3 separate regions of the Mus musculus genome follow, and all the other regions are linked to region 3. The links are chromatin contacts, called in public HiChIP or PLAC-seq and promoter capture Hi-C maps. All regions are on one chromosome and are shown on one strand. The core of a region is the stretch at or near the end of the contact, and the rest is flanking DNA. Distances in the headings are between cores, read along the strand shown.

Region 1 (4,158 bases), core at 1,652-4,151, 360 kb after region 3:
CCGTCTGACCTCCACCTGGAAGTACTCACTTTCACCCCCTTTAGTCCGACTCACCTCCCGGGGGTCTGGCCATGCCTGATCCAGTCTCAGAGAGTAAAGGGCATCTCGGCTTCCCAGAAAGAGGCGATCTCGATACTCATCCAGGTACATGACTTGGAGGTCTAGGGAACCCCGTGGGCCCAGAAAGATGGCAGAGCGGTTGGTAGACAGGAGATCTAGCAAAGAGCAAAGGAAGAGAATTAGGGTCTGCTACTGAGCCTGCTCTCTCAGCCAGGAAGTGGGAATGAAGATCCCAGCTATGCACTCACCACACATGTACATCTGGAAAATGTTACCATTCACAGCGTTGCTACAAGGCTTTTGGGACATGGCTCTTGGGGCAAGTGGTACCAATAGCTCCCAGCGCCCTGCCTAGTTTACCTCCTTCTTTCCCTTTCTTTCTTTCTTTCTTTCTTTCTTTCTTTCTTTCTTTCTTTCTTTCTTTCTTTCTTTCTTTCTTTCTTTCTTCCTTCCTTCCTTCCTTCCTTCCTTCCTTCCTTCCTTCCTTCCTTCCTTCTTTCTTTCTTTCTTTCTTTCTTTCTTTCTTTCTCTTTTCTTTTTTTTTTTTTTTTTGGTTTTTCTCGAGACAGGGTTTCTCTGTGCAGCCCTGGCTGTCCTGGAACTCACTCTGTAGACCAGGCTGGCCTCGAACTCAGAATCGTTCTTTTAAAAAAAAAGATATATTTATTTACTTTATGTGAGTGCTCTATCTGCATGTACATCAGATCCCATTATAGATGGTTGTAAGCCACCATGTGGTTTCTGGGAATTGAACTCAAGACCTCTGGAAGAGCAGACAGTGCTCTTAACCATTGAGCCATCTCTCTAGTCTTTTTGTTTGTTTTGTTTTTTAGTTGACCTGGAGATTAAACTTAGGGTTACCCTCCATCATGCTCAGCATCCAAGCATTCTGCCACCACGCCACATCCTAATGGTCCCCTGTCCTCCATTCTTCAGACCCTTGGTCTTTCATCTGACAACTCCCCAGTATCCTATCTAAGTGCTTGGATCCTTGTATCTCAGTATCTTTGCTAAGTAACCAGGGAAGAAAGCCCCACTGACAGCAATTACATCAAAGAGCCTGGACAAGAGCTGGGAGAGCCAGGAAGAAGGTGGAAGAGTGTGAACACGCAAAAGACTGGAGCCAATGGGGAGAGGGGAGGCCAGGGGAACATTCCTCAGCGGGGGGCACACCAAGACACAGGGCAGACCAGGCATGGCCTGACAGAACTCCAGCCTCAGAGCTGTGGACAAATGACATTCTCCCTTGTACACACTGCCCTATCAGCTGACCCCAAAGATGGAAGGATCAGAGCCCCAAGAGTTTTGATATAGTTCCTTGCTTCTGCTTGGGGAGGTGGAAGCAAGGCCCCAGCAAAGGACTGGCAGAGTTGTCCAGAAGGGGCTGCCTGCCCCACTTGGGAAGGCCCAGAGTAACCTTTGTCCAGAACTCCTCAGGCACCACACTCCATCCTCAAACTCACTGGTGGCCTCTTCAGGATACCCTGCTTGATTAATATAGACTCTGAGACTTCCCTCTCAGAGTAGCCTGATTGTCCCTCAAAGCCACAGCTCCCCGAACAAAGAGCCCTTTACCCACATGGTCTCCACAGCAAGCTTGTGCCATCCCCCTTCTGACTGCTGTTCCCCAGAGAAGATGATTCCTCTCCCCCAGGAAAAATCTGCGGGGCTTCTGAGATGGCTCAGTGGGTAAAGGTACTTGCCAAACCTGACAACCTGAGTTTGACCCCCAGAGCCTCACATGGTAGAGAGAACCAGTTCCTGCAAGTTGTCTTCTGACCTATACACATGTACAGCATGCACTGTGGCACATGTGCACCTAGACAAAACACTCTCACATCCCTCACTCAGATACATAGATACATAGATAGATAGATAGATAGATAGATAGATACATACATACATACATACATACATACATACATACATAGACACACAGATACATAGCTGCCATACATTTTTGTTGAAGAAGAATCTATAATTAAATCCTAGTTTTATTTGTCTCAGACCATCAAAAAAGGCAGAACCACACAGCTAGGCTAGAGCGGAGAACCACTTCTACACACACACACACACACACACACACAGAGAGAGAGAGAGAGAGAGAGAGAGAGAGAGAGAGAGAGAGAGAGAGAGACAGAGACAGAGAGAGAGACAGAGAGAGAGACAGAGAGAAACAGAGACAGAGAGACAGAGACAGAGACAGAGACACCGAGAGAAGATGGCAGAGGAAAGCTGAGACTCTCCTGGACTATAGATGGAGAGAGGATGGTCAAGTGAGCGTGGATGATGATAAGTCAGGACAGGCTACAAGAGGTGGGAGAGGCTCCTCCTTTCCTTGTGGCTCAGGACCAGAAGGACAGACTTCTACCCACTCCCTTGATGTCTGCCCAGACCCTCTTTATACCCTCCCTCTGCTCTGTACCTCCGTCCCCCTTCCTTGTTTCCATCTCCCACCCTTCCTTTGTAGCAGTCTCCTCAGTTTCCCCCTTGTATTAGTCTTCCACTTTGGCCATGGCTCTCAGGATGTGTCTACCTTTCCTGCCCACAGTCATCCCTAGCATCATTCAGGGTCTGACCAGGAAACCTTACCCATGCTGCTGCTGGCTGATTAAAGGATGTCCTAGAGCCACGGACATTCACAGACATTCACAGCATGCACACAAACAGGACAGCACTGGCCAGTACCTCTGTAGGAGAGCCGCAGACGAGGCACACTGGGGCTGGGACCAGGGCTGGGGATGCCCACATGGAACAGAAGGCTCCCCAGGAGGCAGCAGATGGCCCACGCAGATGGGTCCATGCTGGGAAAAAAAAATGAGCTGCCCTCTGATCCTGCTGCTGGATGTAGTTTGCTCTGCTGCCACCAGGCCAGCCACTTATAAGGCAGTGGCTCCACCCAGTGCTGGGCGGGAAGGCGGGAGAGGAAGAGCGAAGTGCTCCAAGCCTGCCATCTACCTGCAGTTTCTCCGGCCACCTCAGCCGGCCGGCCCGCTCAATGCCCGTGCAGCTAACTGGCCTGCTCCCCCTTGGGAGACTCTGACCCAGCTGAGGTGTGGACAGTTTGAATGACAGACACTCACAAATGCAAGTGCCTAGGCTCCAACAAAGCAGCAAGGGGAAGGGATAACCTGAGAGAGAGGTCAGGAATCAGGTGGGGGTCTGGCTTTACTCCCTGCCTCTCCAGAGAGGCATCACTAGTCCTGAGCCAGCCAGGTATCCTTGACCTGACTGCCAAGCTCTCCCCTGTGCCTAAGCTGCTGTGTGGGTAGAGGATTCACTTCAACTTCATGCTGGTAGGGCTTAAGGTCCAGCCATACATCATAGGTCTGGCACTGGTAAGAAACGGAGGCAATGGTTCTCAGCCTGTGGGTCACGGCCCCTTTGAGGGTCAAATGGGCTTTTCACAGGAGTCGCCTAAGATCATCTGAAACCACGGAGATGTACATTACAATTCATAACGCTAACAAAATGGCAGTTATGAGGTAGCAATGAAAATAATTTTATGGTTGGAGAATCATCACAACATGAGGAACTGTACTAAAGGGTTGCAGCGTTAGGAAGGTTGAGAACCACTGACCTAAGGCTCCCACCCAGACCTCCCCAGGCTCCACAGCCCCTCTCTGAATCCACAGGGCTCTATCTCAGTTCAGCAGGCTTGCTCTGAGGTAAGGGGTAAGTTTTATTCCATGCTTTTATTCCATGCTTAGGAGAACTTCTATTGTCTTGCTTCCTCCAGGCCCCAGTGCTTTGGAGGCCCAGGGGCCAGAGCACAATAGGTCCGTGGTGAGTTCCTCCCAAGCCCATGGGCTCTACAGGGATCACAGTTCTGCCCTAAACTCTGGTGTGGAGTGCATTAAAAGGAGCCAAGGGGAAGATGCACCAAGGCCCTGAATCTGGGTAAGTGGGACACCCCCCCCACACACACACACACTTTCAGAGCAGTTTCTGGACCTGCTGACCCCACCTCTCACCTCACCCTGCCCTGAACTCTCCTTTCAGCTCCCAGGGTTCTAGAAACACCCATAGGGTAGGCCTCCCAGATGGAATGGCCTGAGACCTCAGAAGGGGGGAAGCAGGATGCTCCCCACCAACCTT
Region 2 (3,753 bases), core at 439-2,938, 450 kb after region 3:
TACCAGTCCCAAGCTGGCTAAGACCACTTGGCCTGATGGGCAGCTGACGCCTGCTGAGGCAGCATTTTCTTTGTATTGCCTGGTACCCAACCCAGGTGATCGACTTAAATGAGGAGCCTATCTACTGGGCATACGCTTCTGGCTGTGGGCCAGGATCACTGCAGCCACCAGGTTTTGGCGGCTGTAAAAGGATGGGCCAGACGGTGCAGGCCCCCAGTTGAATTGCCATGGTTTTTTTCAAGCGCTGTCTCAATGAAATTCTTTTCATTCCATCCACTTCTGTTTTCTTAGCTTGCAGGTGTACACTAGGAAAGGCTGGGCCCAATGTCCATTGTTGGTGGTGAGTTGCCCAACTGAACACACGTGGCTGTTGGGTTTAAGGTTGTGTGTAATGTGTACGTTTGTAGTTTGCCTGTACCTATGCTGAGGATCGGGTGTATCAGATTCTGGTCTGGGTAGTCATGGATGCCGAAGGGTGGGCTTATGGGTGGACCCTTGTAGGTCCATTGACCTAGGTGGGCTGTGAAGACCTGGCCACATGTGGATTCCTTCCAAGTGGATGACACTTTACAAGTTTCAGTCCTCAGATCCAAGAGAAATGGCACCAAGTGCCAGGCGTTCACTGTGTGTGGCTTCTCCAGTAGGTACCTCCAGGCAGGCTGCGCTTAGTCAGCTGTTTATGACCCCCCCCCCTCTTTCTCTGCCTTCATGGTTCCCTCACTGCCTCTATTCCTTCCCCAATAAACTCCTTTCATACCAGATTTGTTGCACAGCATAATTTCTCAGGGGCATACCTTGGCATGGGCCCACCAGGCCTCCTCGCTGCAATCTGTCATTTAATTCTGTTTTTTTTTTTTTTTTTTTTGATACAGGGTTTCTCTGTGTAGCCCTGGCTGTCCTGGAACTCACTCTGTAGACCAGGCTGGCCTCGAACTCAAGAGATACGCCTGCCTCTGCCTTCCAAGTGCTGGGATTAAAGACATATGCCACCACTGCCAGGCCATTTAATTCTTTTAGATTGTCAATTCTCACAGCATCATAGAAAGGCTCATCTTACAAGGGTGCCGATAGGGTTGTGGTTTGACAGCGAAGTCACTCTTTACCTTGATCCTCTTCTGTAACTATTGGTTGTGATGCTTAAAAACACTACAAGTTACCAGAATAACGGTAATTTCCCACTTATCATAGGTTTATATTATTTTAGCATGTTTGTTATAGACAGTTGTACTTTTTGCTGCGACGATAAAATTCAGCTTTCGAAAATGCATATCGAGTTATGTTTGTATTAGAATCCAAGTCAAACCAGTCACATCCAGAAATAAAAGGAAGGAGTGTCACGAAACTGCATTTTAGCTGATTTCATTCACAAAGGGTCGACACCTCGGTCAGGGTATTACAAAAAAAGATGGCGATGGCAGAGTAGGGGGCGCGGCAGTAAACTCTGAGCCTCAGCAGTGAGAGCAGGTCGAGGGCGGGGCCGCCACGCCACGTTGGAGACCCCGCCCCCCGAAGGTTCTCCGTCTCCAGAATCTAGGCGCGTGCGCAGGCTTCTTCAGACCGACTCAGCCTCACAGAGCACGCGCGCTCAAACAGCACTCTGATTGGAGAGTCTGAGAGTCCCGCCACATTCTGATTGGCGGAGCCGACCAGGCTTTGGGTCTGTCCTAACTTCCGCGACCTAACTCTTGCGGCCGGGCTGTGGCGCTGCAGTCGAGTCTTGGTGCTCAGTCCACGGGACTCCGCGGACACGCAGGGGTCCGCAGGGTTATTTGTACTGCCTCCGGGAACACCAGTCTGCCTGGTTCCGTCCCTACCCCACTGGGAGGCCTCGGTCATGTTCTCCAGGGCCCAGGTGAGGCGAGCTCTTCAGCGAGTGCCCGGCAAGCAGCGATTCGGCATCTACAGATTCCTGCCCTTCTTTTTTGTCCTGGGAGGTGCGATGGAGTGGATCATGATTAAAGTGCGCGTGGGCCAGGAGACCTTCTGTAAGTGAGGGTGCAGCAGCCTCCGTTTCTCCCGTGGGTATGCGATCCATTCAGTTGCAGAGTTCCTTTCACTTTGGGCGTTAGGAACAGTGTTTTGACAGTTCTCGTGCAGCGAGGCAGGAGGCCCTTAGGGCTCTTGTATTTTGTTCACATTGGCATCCAGCCCTCCTCCTCTTCCGGCATTTGAAGAGGGCACGTGCCTCTAGTCAGGCCGTGCAGGTCTTTGTAGCCTGTCCTTGGCCCTGCTGGTGACTTTGGGCCTAAGGAACAGGATTAATCGCATGTGGAAGAGGAACCAGTCCTGAGGGAAATTCAGAGATATAGCTCAGAAATTCAGGTTAAGGCCCTTGCCCTTTGAGAGCTTTAGCCCAAACTCCTGAGGAAGTTATCCCGGCTGTCCTAGCTAATTACTACTGGTCACTCGCTCTCCTTAGGTTATGTCTTTGACCTAGAACTGTGAAAAGAATGTCTGGCATTTCTGAGAACGGCCTCTGGAACTGCCAGTTCCTTTCAGGCTTTCTCCCAACCTTTGGGCCCTTTGTCTGCCTCTCATGTAACTTACCATTTGAGAATTTTAGGTTGTTCTTTCAAAACCTCCATTCATTTCTTTCTTTCTTTCTTTCTTTCTTTCTTTCTTTCTTTCTTTCTTTCTTCCTTCCTTCCTTCCTTCCTTCCTTCCTTCCTTCCTTCCTTCCTTCCTTCCTTCCTTCCTTCCTTCCTTCCTTCCTTCCTTCCTTCCTTTCTTTCTTTCTTTCTTTCTTTCTTTCTTTCTTTCTTTCTTTCTTTCTTTCTTTCTTTCTAAGATTTATTTTGAGTACGCTGTAGCTGTCTTCAGACACACCAGAAGAGAGCATTGGATCCCATTACAGATGGTTGTGAACCACCATGTGGTTGCTGGGAATTGAACTCAGGACCTCTGGAAGAGCAGTCAGTGCTCCTAACCACTGAGCCATCTCTCCAGCCCCTGATTACTCTTTCTATACTTTGACGCGGAGCCCGACTATGCTGGCCTTGAATCTTCAAAACTTAGAGTCATCCTCTGGGTTTACAGGCATGGGCCTCCACTTAATGTTTAATAACTATGAGAATATCTAGCGAAGAAGGCAAGTTTCAGAAGAGCTCATGGTGTAGTTTGGTAGGAGAATAATTGCCTCACATGATCCCAAACTCCATTTTAACCCCTTCCCCTACCATTAAGCATGCCATAAGGGTTTGTGAGTAGTCTAAGAATCCTAGGTGGCCACTTCATTGGATCAGATGGTATGGGGAAGGCCTTTGGGGAAAGATAGACATTTAGGACTGTTACCCAGGTAAATCGGGGAAGATCGATGAAGCTCACTTCATGGCAGTGGTGAACCTGGAAACCTGGAGGCTTATGTGTATGCTGTTCCGAGGGACTGCAGCTGATGCACAGCGTGAAAGGTGGCACGGATAGAAGGGTCCCTGTGCAGGGCCATAAAAGTACTGGACAAGAAGAATCAAGCCTATTGATTTGGTTTGGTTTGGTTTTTCGAGACAGGGTTTCTCTGTATAGCCCTGGCTGTCCTGGAACTCACTCTGTAGACCAGTCTGGCCGAACTCAGAAATCCGCCTGCCTCCCGAGTGCTGGGACTAAAGGCGTGCGACACCACACCCAGCTCTAGCCTATTTTGATAGAGACATAGGCACTGTGTGGTTGGCCAGACTTGAGCTGATGGCCTAGTCAGGCTGGCAGAAGGAATGCCAAGAAGTGGGTAGACCTGAGACAGCTTAGAGTAGTGTTGATAAG
Region 3 (3,667 bases), core at 792-3,291:
TAAAGTAAGAAAGGGTTCATCTTTGTTTCTGTTTTGTATGTTGAAGTTCCATCTTTTTTCTAGCACCACTTGGTACAAAGACTTTCACAATTTTTTTTTCTATGCTAGAGTGCTCTGCCACTGAGGTATATTTCCATCCTAGATTCTTTTTCAATGATTGCATACCATGGGCTATTGTTTCCATTCTGAGGAACAATGTATATTCTTGAACCTAGACCACTGAGCAGTTGGCTGTTTCTGACAGTTCCTCAGTCAGGTGATACCTGTGTTTAACAGGAGTTATTCTCCAGCCAACATTCCTACCTGAAACCTATAAGAGGCAGGCTCTGATTGGCTTCGTTGATGTGAGCCTTTCTCAAATGCTAGGTGACTTCCTTATGGACACAGAGCCTCAATTCCTAGATTCTGCAGGAGTCCGTCCTTCTAGGAGGGTCTGAATAAGATGATTATTTCTGCCTTGGTTAGTTGGGATATCACCATTAAAAAGAGGCTCATAAAATACACTGGAAATTCCCTAAGAATTCCTTAAAGAGTTCAGGCTTGTAGGCACGTCTCTGTGGGGCCCCAAAGGGCAGCTGTTCTGGTGGTGACTGCATCATCTTTTTATCAATCATATCAGTTAGCTATTTCTGCATCTTTTTCTGGCACATGAGTGACACACACACCTGGCGGTGTAAGGTATTTGGGTGGGTATCTTTGTACCCACCATCCACAGCTCTGTGGATTCCATGATGCTGTCTCTAAGTTCAAGTTTGAGTACAATTCATTCCACACTATCTCTTTTAACCTTTCCAACAACCCTGCAGAGGGAATTCTCTCTGTCTCTCAGATGATACAGCAAAGGCGTACGGGGGTCAGACAATTTGTCTTCTGCCACTTGGAGCTGGATCAGGGCCAAGTCTAATTCTGAGCTGCAGAGTGTGGTATCGTCATACTCTCTGCCCCAGCCTCAATTCACCTTGCCTAAGAGGAGCACCAGGACTCACCAGATCTGTGAAACCTTCCCAATGAGTCTCTTACATAAATTAAAGCTAATCAAACAACTCTATGGAGTAGAATTTTAATTGCCTGATTTTTTTAAAGCTAATGATCACTATAAGAGTCTTTACAAACTCTTTTAAGAATATTTTTGGGTTTTTAACTTAATTTTACAATTATGTCTATGGGGGGCTAGGGTATGGGGGTGGGGTACGTTCACATGAGTGCAGGTGCTCTGGAGACCAGACACATCAGATCTTCTGAGCGGGAGCCACAGGCAGTTGTGAGCTACACAGCACGGGTGCTGGGACTAAACTTTTGCCTGGACATGCTCCTAACTGCCAAGACATCTCCAGCCCCTGGAATTATTTTTGTCTCAGGAGATTTTGTCTAACGGAGATTAAGTTGATGATGCTGTTGCTCCGAGAAAAATCCCATATTGAATGGTCCACTCGAATGTGCTTTTACTGCTCCCATCTGCTTTCTTTTGCATGAGGTTAAAGGGTTGCAGTTTCTGGGGGTGGGGGTGGAGGTGGGGGTGGGGGCTGGAGTAGGGGATCTTTTCATAGCAACAGCTGTTTGGAATTGCAAGTTCCCCAGCAGAAAGTCCCAGCTCGACTTGCACTTTTTTCTGGTGGGTGAGACTGTCCCAAGCCAGGAGCTTGTCCTCCGGGAGGGCAGTTTATACCAGAGACTTGATTAGTGCTAGGGCAGGACACCTGTGTTCCAAGTCTACTGCTGATGGTGGGTAATAGAGCAAGAGACCCATCTGCCCTTGAGGGTGGTGACAGGTAAACTTCGGAGACTTGGCTGTCCTCTTTCTCATCTGTTCCATAGCTGCTTACCTTAGTCTCAAAAAAAAAAAAAATTCTGACATCTTAATTTTAATGTGGGCATTTGACCCAGTGCCTGAGATAAATATAACCCTGTGGAGTACAGAGAAGGTTTAATGGGACATGGCTGGCATTCTTTCTTGATAAAGGCATGGAGAAAAGAGAGGGAGGGAGAGAGGGAGGGAGGCAAGCAAGGAGGAAGTCGAGGAGAGAGAGAGGGAGGGAGAGAGAGAGAGAGAGAGAGAGAGAGAGAGAGAGAGAGAGAGAGAGAGAGAGAGAGAGCTGGCAGTCAGGACAAAGCTGAGCTAGGAGAGGCTCCCAGCAGCCTTGCCCTCTGACTTGATATTAACCAGACCTGGCCAGCATGGTGGTCCTGAATCCAATGACTTTGGGAATTTATCTCCAACTCTTCTTCTGCTCCATCGTGTCTCAGCCAACTTTCATCAACAGTGTGGTCCCAATCTCAGCAGGTAACTGATGACCGAGACTTTCCTCGCTTCCGTCTGCAGGGGCAGAAGGGGGGTGGGGGACTCAAGATGGTCTTGCAATATGTCCTGATCTTTTTGCCAATCTGCTGTTAGCAGAGGAAGGCTCTGGGGCGATGGTCTGTCCCCCAAGGTGCTTCCTGTCACCCGAGCTTGTCTCCAAAGGCCCTTCTGTCCTCCTTCCAACCGTCACTACTCAGCTGCTCAAAGCCAGACTCTGAGCCGTTGCTTCTGTGTCCCTGTCTCTGCTGCTCATTTACTGCATGAATCATTTTGGTCAGGGAATTGGGAGCTGGGGATGGAAAAGTCTAAGTTCTAGAGAAGTGAGAACTTCTGTAAGGTGTTTCTATAAATCTGTCTCTAACCTCCTCCCTGTGTGGCGTACCTCAGGATGCTGTGAAGCAAATATTGCTCTGTCAACCTTGCTGAAGGGCAGGGGATTCTGCCTGGCCACTGTCAGCAGGGCTTGCTGTTTCCTCAGCCCTGGTTGCTCTCGTGTTGGGCTCTCTTCTCTTCAGCTCTGACAACCCATCTAGAGGTGCTAAAGGAATGATGAGGGCTTCCAGAGGGTCAGTGGACCTGGAACCAGATGTGTCTTGCTTGCTGAGTGCAGGGCTGGGAGATTGAAGAAGCCTTGCCTAGTTGGCCAGCCAGGCAACATTTTCTGCAGGCACCACCGGGCTGTTGCCCTTGTCCTGCCTGACCTGGTACAGGGGAAGTATTGGGTTACTGACATAGCCTTTTCAAACCTTTCTGAGGAAATCTAAATATCTCCAGAGGGTCTGAGGAAGCAAGCAGACCCCAGGGCTTGCTACTTCCTTCACACCCTCCTCAGTTCATCTCAGCCCCTGCTCTAAGGCACCCTTAGTCCTTATTTTCTAAGCACCGAAGCTGATTCTGTGTCTTTGCCTATGAAACCCAGAGAGAGCATTTCTCCAGACTCACCACCCACCTCTCTCCATTCATAAAAAACAGCTCCCGGGCAAGCCGTGCTGCCAAACTGCAGGCCCTAAGGGAGTGGCAGGGAGATTGCTGTGAGGCTAATTATAAAAGTGTGAGAAACAGAAGAAGCAGGGAAGAGACATGAAGAAGAGAGAGCCAGAGAGAGTACCAGGGGAGGCAGAAGAAGCAGGTGGTTGTATCGCCAAGAGTGTGTGTCAGCAGCACGTCTCTCACGAGGTCATCTAGTCTGAGGGTCATTATTCTCTGACCCACTGGGAAGTTTGGTAGCCGAGCACGGTGTCACCCGCCTGGGACTGTTCTTGGGACGCTGAGGCAGGGTGGTGTGTTTAAGACTGACCTGGGTTACATAGTGAGCCCCTGTTTCAAAAATCCCAACAGGACTTGGTAGCTAATTTGGTCTGACCTAGT

Evidence for each region. Promoter capture Hi-C pulls out the DNA fragments that hold promoters and counts their contacts. HiChIP or PLAC-seq counts read pairs in DNA pulled down with a chosen protein or histone mark.
Region 1: an H3K27ac HiChIP or PLAC-seq map of double positive thymocytes shows a contact between it and region 3, with 2.6 times the contacts expected there. The contact joins the promoter of Sema3g here to the promoter of Colq in region 3. A contact is called at or near these places in 9 of 39 promoter capture datasets (the 3T3-L1 cell line, the C10 cell line, embryonic stem cells and 5 more), 2 of 115 datasets of contacts at active chromatin or transcription factors (bone marrow-derived macrophages and double positive thymocytes) and 2 of 9 other capture datasets (liver and macrophages).
Region 2: a promoter capture Hi-C map of liver shows a contact between it and region 3, with 3 times the contacts expected there. The contact joins the promoter of Smim4 here to the promoter of Colq in region 3. A contact is called at or near these places in 5 of 39 promoter capture datasets (hematopoietic stem and progenitor cells, hippocampal neurons, liver and 1 more) and 1 of 115 datasets of contacts at active chromatin or transcription factors (the SCID.adh cell line).

Annotation. Positions count from the first base shown.
Region 1 is chr14:31,216,616-31,220,773 of GRCm38.p6, reverse strand. Sema3g (sema domain, immunoglobulin domain (Ig), short basic domain, secreted, (semaphorin) 3G) reads right to left here and starts at 2,901. Exons shown (of 16, transcript NM_001025379.1): 1 at 2,749-2,901; 2 at 55-215. The coding sequence starts at 2,863.
Region 2 is chr14:31,126,865-31,130,617 of GRCm38.p6, reverse strand. It overlaps Smim4 (small integral membrane protein 4), which reads left to right and starts at 1,688. Exons shown (of 2, transcript NM_001308091.1): 1 at 1,688-1,985. The coding sequence starts at 1,835.
Region 3 is chr14:31,575,757-31,579,423 of GRCm38.p6, reverse strand. Colq (collagen-like tail subunit (single strand of homotrimer) of asymmetric acetylcholinesterase) reads left to right here and starts at 2,041. Exons shown (of 17, transcript NM_009937.2): 1 at 2,041-2,281. The coding sequence starts at 2,176. LOC102639719 (a long non-coding RNA gene) reads left to right here. Exons shown (of 3, transcript XR_874498.2): 3 at 830-1,042.